Linked DNA regions of Danio rerio: region 1 is linked to region 2. A link is a contact called in public Micro-C data. All regions are on one chromosome and are shown on one strand. The core of a region is the stretch at or near the end of the contact, and the rest is flanking DNA. Distances in the headings are between cores, read along the strand shown. Region 1 holds the start of ctdsp2 (CTD (carboxy-terminal domain, RNA polymerase II, polypeptide A) small phosphatase 2). Region 2 overlaps atp13a2 (ATPase cation transporting 13A2).

The links. A called contact is a pair of places that touch in the nucleus more often than the background predicts.
Region 1: a Micro-C map of caudal fin shows a contact between it and region 2, with 2.7 times the contacts expected there. The contact joins the promoter of ctdsp2 here to the enhancer-like site in region 2. A contact is called at or near these places in 2 of 18 Hi-C or Micro-C datasets (caudal fin and embryo).

Annotation. Positions count from the first base shown.
Region 1 is chr23:27,623,044-27,626,951 of GRCz12tu, forward strand. ctdsp2 (CTD (carboxy-terminal domain, RNA polymerase II, polypeptide A) small phosphatase 2) reads right to left here and starts at 1,268. Exons shown (of 7, transcript NM_199544.1): 1 at 910-1,268. The coding sequence starts at 970.
Region 2 is chr23:27,470,860-27,474,842 of GRCz12tu, forward strand. The region is part of intron 15 of atp13a2 (ATPase cation transporting 13A2); the gene reads right to left. Among named protein-coding and RNA genes, the nearest start is that of atp13a2, 12 kb to the right of the region's middle. Within about 2 kb of position 1,507, at least 3 of the 62 cell types and tissues checked have an H3K27ac peak or open chromatin away from gene starts, as enhancers often do. A contact at or near this core is called in caudal fin, where this site is marked.

The DNA of each region.
Region 1 (3,908 bases), core at 18-2,517, 150 kb after region 2:
TGCAATTTTCTGCGTAACAGCGCGACATTTTACTCGTTAAACGTCTAGAAAAGGCCTTCGTGAACCGTTGAGGTTTAAACGTGAGCTCGTCGCGGCAGATGGAGGGCGTGTGCCGAGGGGTGTGTTGTGCATTCCAGCGCGGCACCTTGCGCTCTCCATTAGGCCCGTGTTTTTCCACATTTTAGCTCGATATTTCACCTAGTTTCTCTTCGGTTAGAGTGTGACATTCGCGAGTGTAAGTAAGTTAAGTCAATTAAAAAGGAAATGTTTTACATCACAATCTGCATAACGTTAAAACAAGATGTCGCTTAAATTATACATTAACCAAGACGCTCACAAATGAGGAAACAACACCAAATATATTCGCAGCATTGCTTACAGTATGTTTTCAAGTGCCAAATTGTATTCATTGTGTAAAGGAGCTAGAGTATATAATTAAACATATATAATTATTTAAATTAATAAATACATAATTAATTACACATTACACAATGTTCCCAAATTAATAGAAAAACACAATTTTAACAGAGAGAAAAGCAGTGTCGTCTTTTAGAAATCCTTTTAAAACTGATCACATTACGTAAACATTCAGCAATGCTTGACTGCAACGGAAAAGCGTGTAAATAATACAAATTAAGTTAGGCACAGATTTAAGCCACAAACAAAAGAAAGCGCGTATTTCGTCATACGAAGCGAAATTCTTCGTTAAGTTCCAACGGTCGGAACTTAACGAATTCCGCTCAGAACTGACATGTCAGTCAGCACGATATGACAAATAACTGTCACCGCGAGAGCATCGAACGAGTTCGAATCGCACATCGAAGAGAGTGACGCGAAAATGGCAGACAGAAAATGCGCGATCAGAAAGAGTTGACAGCGCCGTTTAGCAAGTGACAGAGCTTTGCCTACCTGTTTTCGAAGACAACCGAGTATCCTCTCTCTGCACTTGAGTGATGATAGAACTTTCCATCTAACAAACGCACAGCCCTCAACGTCCAACCAACCTTTTCCAGCGACAAACAGTCGGTCCGCATTTAGTGGCATTAAAAGCTAGCGAGGCTTGAAATGAATAATTTCCGTTGGCGCAAACAATCTCAAACCTACAGCGACAAATTATTTTGATATTTATTTATTCCCGCCTTCTATTCTCTTCCACATGGGAGGGGCATGACACTTTGTTGTGTTTTTTCTTATCTGCTATTTTCTAGGCTTCGCGTCTCGGTTTACTTTATCGCTTGTATATTTATCCATAGCCCCCTCTAGTCTAGGTAAAGCCCTCACTTTTTCTCCAACAACATGGAGAATCCAGGCGAAAGAAGAAAAACAACCGAGGACATGGGGCAGGGACGGTTTCAAGTTCCCCTTACTACAGATAAACAACCCCGTAGCTGGGCTATTTCCAAAACAGTATTTCGGGAAAAGACACCACCAATACGATCAGATGTGCCGTTTAAGAAGATAAAACGCTAAAATAGGCGAACATCGACGATTTTTATGTTTTTCCGTGTATTGTTTTGCTTTGGACGGACTCTGAGGGGCGCCTTGAAACAGCTGGTCGTTTCGGATTGGATCTCCTAGAAGTGGGAGTAGCTGAAGCATTCTTCTGTTCTGCACACTCCATACCGAAAACATTCCAGTGCTGGATTTGTCGCAAATCAGTAGTCAGAAGCTGGAGTCGTGTTAAATCTAAATTACACTGTCGGAATGCTAATTTAATAAGGAGGAAATTGTGAAGGAAACGCGTGATGGGCTTGAATTGATAGCATCAGAAAGATACGGTTTAATGGTTTTTCTATTGATCTTCGTCTTCATCATCAATGCGGCATTGATGATGATGATGGTGAGGATTAATTGAGGTTATACATTGAACAGTATCTGTCCGAAATAACTGAATAGCCCAGAAATGATTTGCATTTTTTATCCTAAGAAATATACAAACAAAGTAGGTCTTACATAAGACAAGCATAAAGTAATCAAATCAAATATAGGTGTGAAAAAACAATGTATGGTAAGGACAATTGTACTCTACATAAAAAAATAAATAAGTTAATAAAAAATAAATGATAGAATAACAATTTTTTTTGCAAAAAATACAATTGCAAAATTAAAATGTAAAAAAAGCTAGAATAATAATAAAAAACAATGTTAATCTAAAATTCATTAAAGGGATACTTTACTGTTTGTTTATACCTAAATAACCCAGAGCACAATCAAGCTATTAATAAAATTATTATTCAAAGAGAAATACTAAATCATTGAGTGCAAAATGTTGTATTTCTGCAAAAAATGATGCAAATGTAAATTTTGATTGAAGAATGTAAAATTTTTCAATGTCTCTGTCATTAAACTAAACAAAAAACAAATAAATAAATTCATGAATTAATTAATAATCAACAAAATAATATAAACTGTTTCCATAAATGTAATGCTTTGGTAAGAATATTGAGTCATTCTGCAAATAATTGAATCTTTTGCATCAATTACAGCCTAAAGTAATTTGTTTGTTTCATCTAAAGCTAAAATGAATTAAAGACATGTTCGTGTGTACATTTATAAAATAAATAAACTTTTGCACAATAAAGTTATTAAATTATCATTTTAAGTTCTTTTGAATAAACAAATAAACATATTTTAACTACTGAAAAAAATGAATGCAAATAAAAATGTTGTCTGATGAATGTTTAATGTTTCAGTGTTTGAAGTTCAAAATAATAATTAAAAAGAACAAAACATGCTGACGATGTTATCATTTGCAACTTGAATGCTTTTATAAGAATATTTCATGTCACAATATAAAATATAGTCATTAAAAACGGCAAAAACTCTGCAGTGGTGTAAAGAAGTTTTGACCAAGAATTGAATCCTTGAAGGATTTTAATATTTAAAAAACATAAATGCTCAATACGTAAACGATACATATTTTATATATAAATTGAAAAATGTATGAAGATTTATATGCATTTATTTATGTATTATATATCATCTTTGTATCAAATTACAAAAAACGAATTACTACTTATGTGAGACGATTGTAATGCAGCATCTATCGGGCTGAGAGTAAATTTGTTTGTTGTCATCAGTCTCACACTATTTTCCCCCTTTCTCTGAAAGTCTTTATAACACCATCGTGGTGTTTTTCTTTTATTATATCAGCAAATGGGATTGCAAAAAAAATACTTATGCTGCTGAGAAACCCAGAAATGTGAAATGTGATTTACATGTAATCATTTAGGAATTTTGTACATTTATTTGGTAGTTATGGTGGCTTCAATTTTTTTTTGGAATGAAAATGTAATCCATTGTGTTATGTCTATATTTTTGTAATCTTTAAGTTAAATGAACAGAGGTAGAGGATAGTAAATGTAAGTGATAAAAGAGCAACAGTTTTTATGAGTCTAAGCGCTGCCCAGAACTCCTGTGTTGGAAATCTATTCCTGAATATTCCCAAATGGGACCAATTCTATACCACAAAACCAAGACATAAACAAGAATGGTACCACTGTTTACATTTTCGAAATGTGGAAGTTGGGCAGATGTCAGATATGTGACTAAAATAAATGTAAGCTAGAGTTCCAAAACATGTTCTGCTTTTGAAAAAAAGTGTTCAGTTTTTGCAACTCTGCAACAAAAGACAGGGAATGTTAAATATTGCTTGGGCTCATAATATCAAACTGTTATTTTAAACAAATATAATTAAAAGGAAACATATAAAAATAACACTACACATTTGAATGTGTATTTAAGCTAAAAGGTGTGTTATAAACGTTGCTGACTTAATAGTAACATAATTACTTTATCTCTAGCTACATACTTACCAAATATGGATATAAACAAATTAAACAAATTAGGGTTTAACAATAGCAGAACCAATAATCTATATAATGTATCAGTAATCAGAAACCTTTTTG
Region 2 (3,983 bases), core at 257-2,756:
CACACACACACACACACACACACACACACACACACACACACACACACACACACACACACACACACACACACACACACACACACACACACACACACACACACACACACACACACATATTTTTAAACAATAGTTTTAATAACTCATTTCTAATAACTGATTTATTTTATCTTTGTCACAATGACAGTAAATAATATTTTACTAAATATTTTTCAGGACACTTCTATACAGCTTAAAGTGACATTTAAAGGCTTAACTACATTATTAGGCAAGTTATTGTATAATCATGGTTTGTAGACTATCCAAAAGAATATAGCTTAAAGAGGCTAATAATTTTGTCCTTAAAAATTAAAACTGTTTTTATTCTAGCCAAAATAAAACAAATAAGACTTTCTCCAGGAGAAAAAAATATTATCAGAAAAAAAAATTTGCTTGCTCTGTTAAACAATATTTGGGAAATATTTAAAAAAAAATAAAAAAATGAAGGGGTGCTAATAATTTTGACACAAGCTTAACTAGGTTAATTGGGCAGGTTAGGGTAATTAGGCAAGTTATTGAATAATGATGGTTTGTTCTGTTGACTATCAAAAAAATATATAGCTTAAAGGGTCTAATAATTCCGATTGTCCTAACTATACGAATACAGGAAAAGCAATCAAAATAAAAATTATAGACAAAAGACAAAAAAATTATAATAAAAAACCTACATCACCAATCATTCCCTACCAGACCCATTTACAATAAAATAAAACGTATGATAAAGACTTATTTTACAATGCACAAAAAATGATACATTATCCCATAGTGTTTCCATTAAGACACCAAGAAAGGGTGCCAGATTTTGTTAAATACTTCAATTTTGTGCATCAAACAGCATTTATCTTGTTCCAAGTGTAAAGTATAATTCAACTATCCAAGATATAACTTGACTGTAAAAGCTTACTTTCACTTCAATAAAAACGACTGCAATTAATATGCTAAATTTACATATACTATATTAAAATTCATTAATTCTATTTTCCTTCAGCTTAGTCACTTTATTCATTAGGGGTCACGATTGCAGAATGAACCGCAGACTTATCCAGCATATGTTTTACATAGCGGATGCCCTTTCAGCTGAAACCCAGTACTGGGAAACATCCATAAACAATCATTCACATTCATACACTACGGTCAATTTAGTTTATTCAATTCACCTGTACCGCATGTCTTTGAACTGTGGGGGAAACCAGAGCACCCGGAGGAAACCCACGCGATCACAGGGAGAACATGCAAACTCCACACAGAAATGCCAACTGACTCAGTTAAGACTCAAACCAGCGACCGTCGCGCTGTGAGGTGACAGTGTTAATCACTGAGCCACAGTGTTGCCCTATATTAAAATATATATTTAAAATATAATCTTGTCAATAAATGTATCCACACTAACTAATTTAAGCGTAAATGTCCTACAGCCAGCAGATCTGGCATGGGGAGTGGTCTCAAGCTGGCTATAAAAGAAATATGATCTTTACTGGTGTAACCTGAAGCACTGATGACGTAATCGCTACACAAACAGACACTATGGACTGAGTAATAAAACAAAGTTTATTTTAACATCCTGAAGCCAATTATAAGATTAGGGAAATGTTTAAAACGGCAGTAGCACTTGTTCGTTTTTTAATTTCACAATCTGTCTGTGTCTCTACTGTGTTTTTTAATACGTTTTTCGGGTGTATTAAGACAGGATTGTATTTATTATTTGACAGGAAGAAAAGTAAGAGAAAGAGAGGAGGGTAATGACATCGGAAAAGGTCTACAAGCCAGGACTTGAACTAGGGATTCCCAAAGCACAATGGCCCTGTATGTTGAACAGCTAACAGGCCCAACCAAATCCAGTAAATTCAGGGGTCACTGGCGTGAGAAAAAAAATGGCCTTGATCATTGGAATTAAAGACCTTTGTCATTCCGGAAATCTCAAATCTTCTTCATTATGAACATATATCATTTATTTAATCAAGCACTAAACCTGCTCATTTGAAGCATCACATGCTGTCAAAAGCATCACATACTGTTTGATGTGTATATGGATCATAGTCAGAATATGATTAATATGACTATTATTGCCGTTTTTACTAATGTACTAATGTGCATTTTTAAAAATATACATTTTAGGTTTTTTATTCACCTTATTCTCCATATACCAGAGGACATTCATTTTTAGATGTTAAAAACAGCTCGTTTTGCTGCTTGGTGTTGCAAACTGATATTTTCTTATTATATTATTCTACTTTGTCTGTATAGTCATGCAAACACTTGTTTGTAGAGCAAGTAATTTGACCATTTTCTGACGCTTATTATTCCTAGTCATTTCTCCCATAGGCAGCTGAATCGGAAGTTCTAAAACAATCGCAAAAACGAGCACACTTCCGCATTGAAGAATAAGGTCAATACCCTTAACTTTTGACAGGACAGTAGATAGTGTAGGCGGCAAACAGGGAACAGTATCGGCAAAAGACCTCAAGTCAGCAATTCGCCTCAAGCACCTTAGTCACCATGCTAACCGCAAGGCTCCTAATGGCCACTAATGTGGATTTTTAATATCTGAAACCTAAAATAGGTGTTATGTGAAAAAAAAACACTGATAAGTTTCTCTGGCTCACTACCAGCCTTCACGGGAAAGCAGATTTAAGTTTAGTAGCTGATTAACCACTGCACTGAACATTCAAATCATGCCAATATAATCGTACACTCCAGAGAACAACACTGATCATTTTGGTGTAGTGAACTCATCAAGGGGTAATGAGCAGTCACTGAAAAGGAGGAAATTTTGTAGTAAGTGCCAGTGTTGATCGAAAATGATGTAAGAGTCACATGAATGCTGACAGAACTGTTCACACTTCAGTGGCACTGCAAAACATCAAAAATGTATCAAATTTTATGCCACATATAATAGCGCCACAAATTGGGATTTGAAAAAAATCTGACTGCTTACACTGTCAAGGCAATAAAAAATCAGAGTCACATAAAAAAAGGGCAAAGAAATCTGATTTGGGCCACATGTGCATAAAGTGTGAATGTAGCCTTATGTTAAAAAGTCTGCTGACAAACACAACTATCTTGACTTGTCTGCTTTAAACAACTCCTTTATGTCTATGTTAAGTTTATTAGTAATCAAAAATTTAAACTATTGGTCTGAAAACATTTTCTTTAACTGAAATTGCACAAAAAAAGTAAACTAGGCATGTTTAACTACACATGGCCTACCAAATGGTTGACCATATTTTGACTGTTTTAATAATGGTTTACACACACAGCATTGTTGCTTTAGAAAAATAATAATAATAAATAAAATCAAACAAACATAATCCTTTTGCAATACTACACTTCATTTTGGTTTTATTGTAAAAAAAACAAAAAAAAAACAAGAGAAGGTGTTAAATGAGAATCTAAAATATGTTATAGCATACTTCAAAAAATAAAGATGATTTAGTATTCAAAAATGCTTTATTTTGATTTTGTTTTTAAATACATTTGTCTTGCACATCATTTTTTCAGATTTTTCATAGTATATGTAATAATTACGGTACTTTTACCATGAACCGACATATCTACCATTTGGTAGAGGTTGATATCTTAGAAATGATGGGATGTGTTGAAAAAAATGCATTGATTGTGTAAGTTAAGAAATGCAATCCAAACTTTTTTTTTTCTTTTTGGAGGGGCAGTTAAAGGGTTAACATGAAGTTTGCCTTAAATCTTCATATTATTTTGACTTTCTTACAAAGAGGTTTGCACAAGAGGTAATGTAAGCTGTATAAACATTAAGCTTTGCTTTGGTTGGCTCTAGATGTGTTCTGTTCTGCTCTGCTCAACCAGAATTGGCAAAACTAAAACCAAAACCAAATATATAAAAACAAATTAGAAACGTGTACAAAATAAAAACCTAAACTAACAAAACCATTTAATGAAACTAATTAAAAGTAAACAGAAATTTACACCGATTA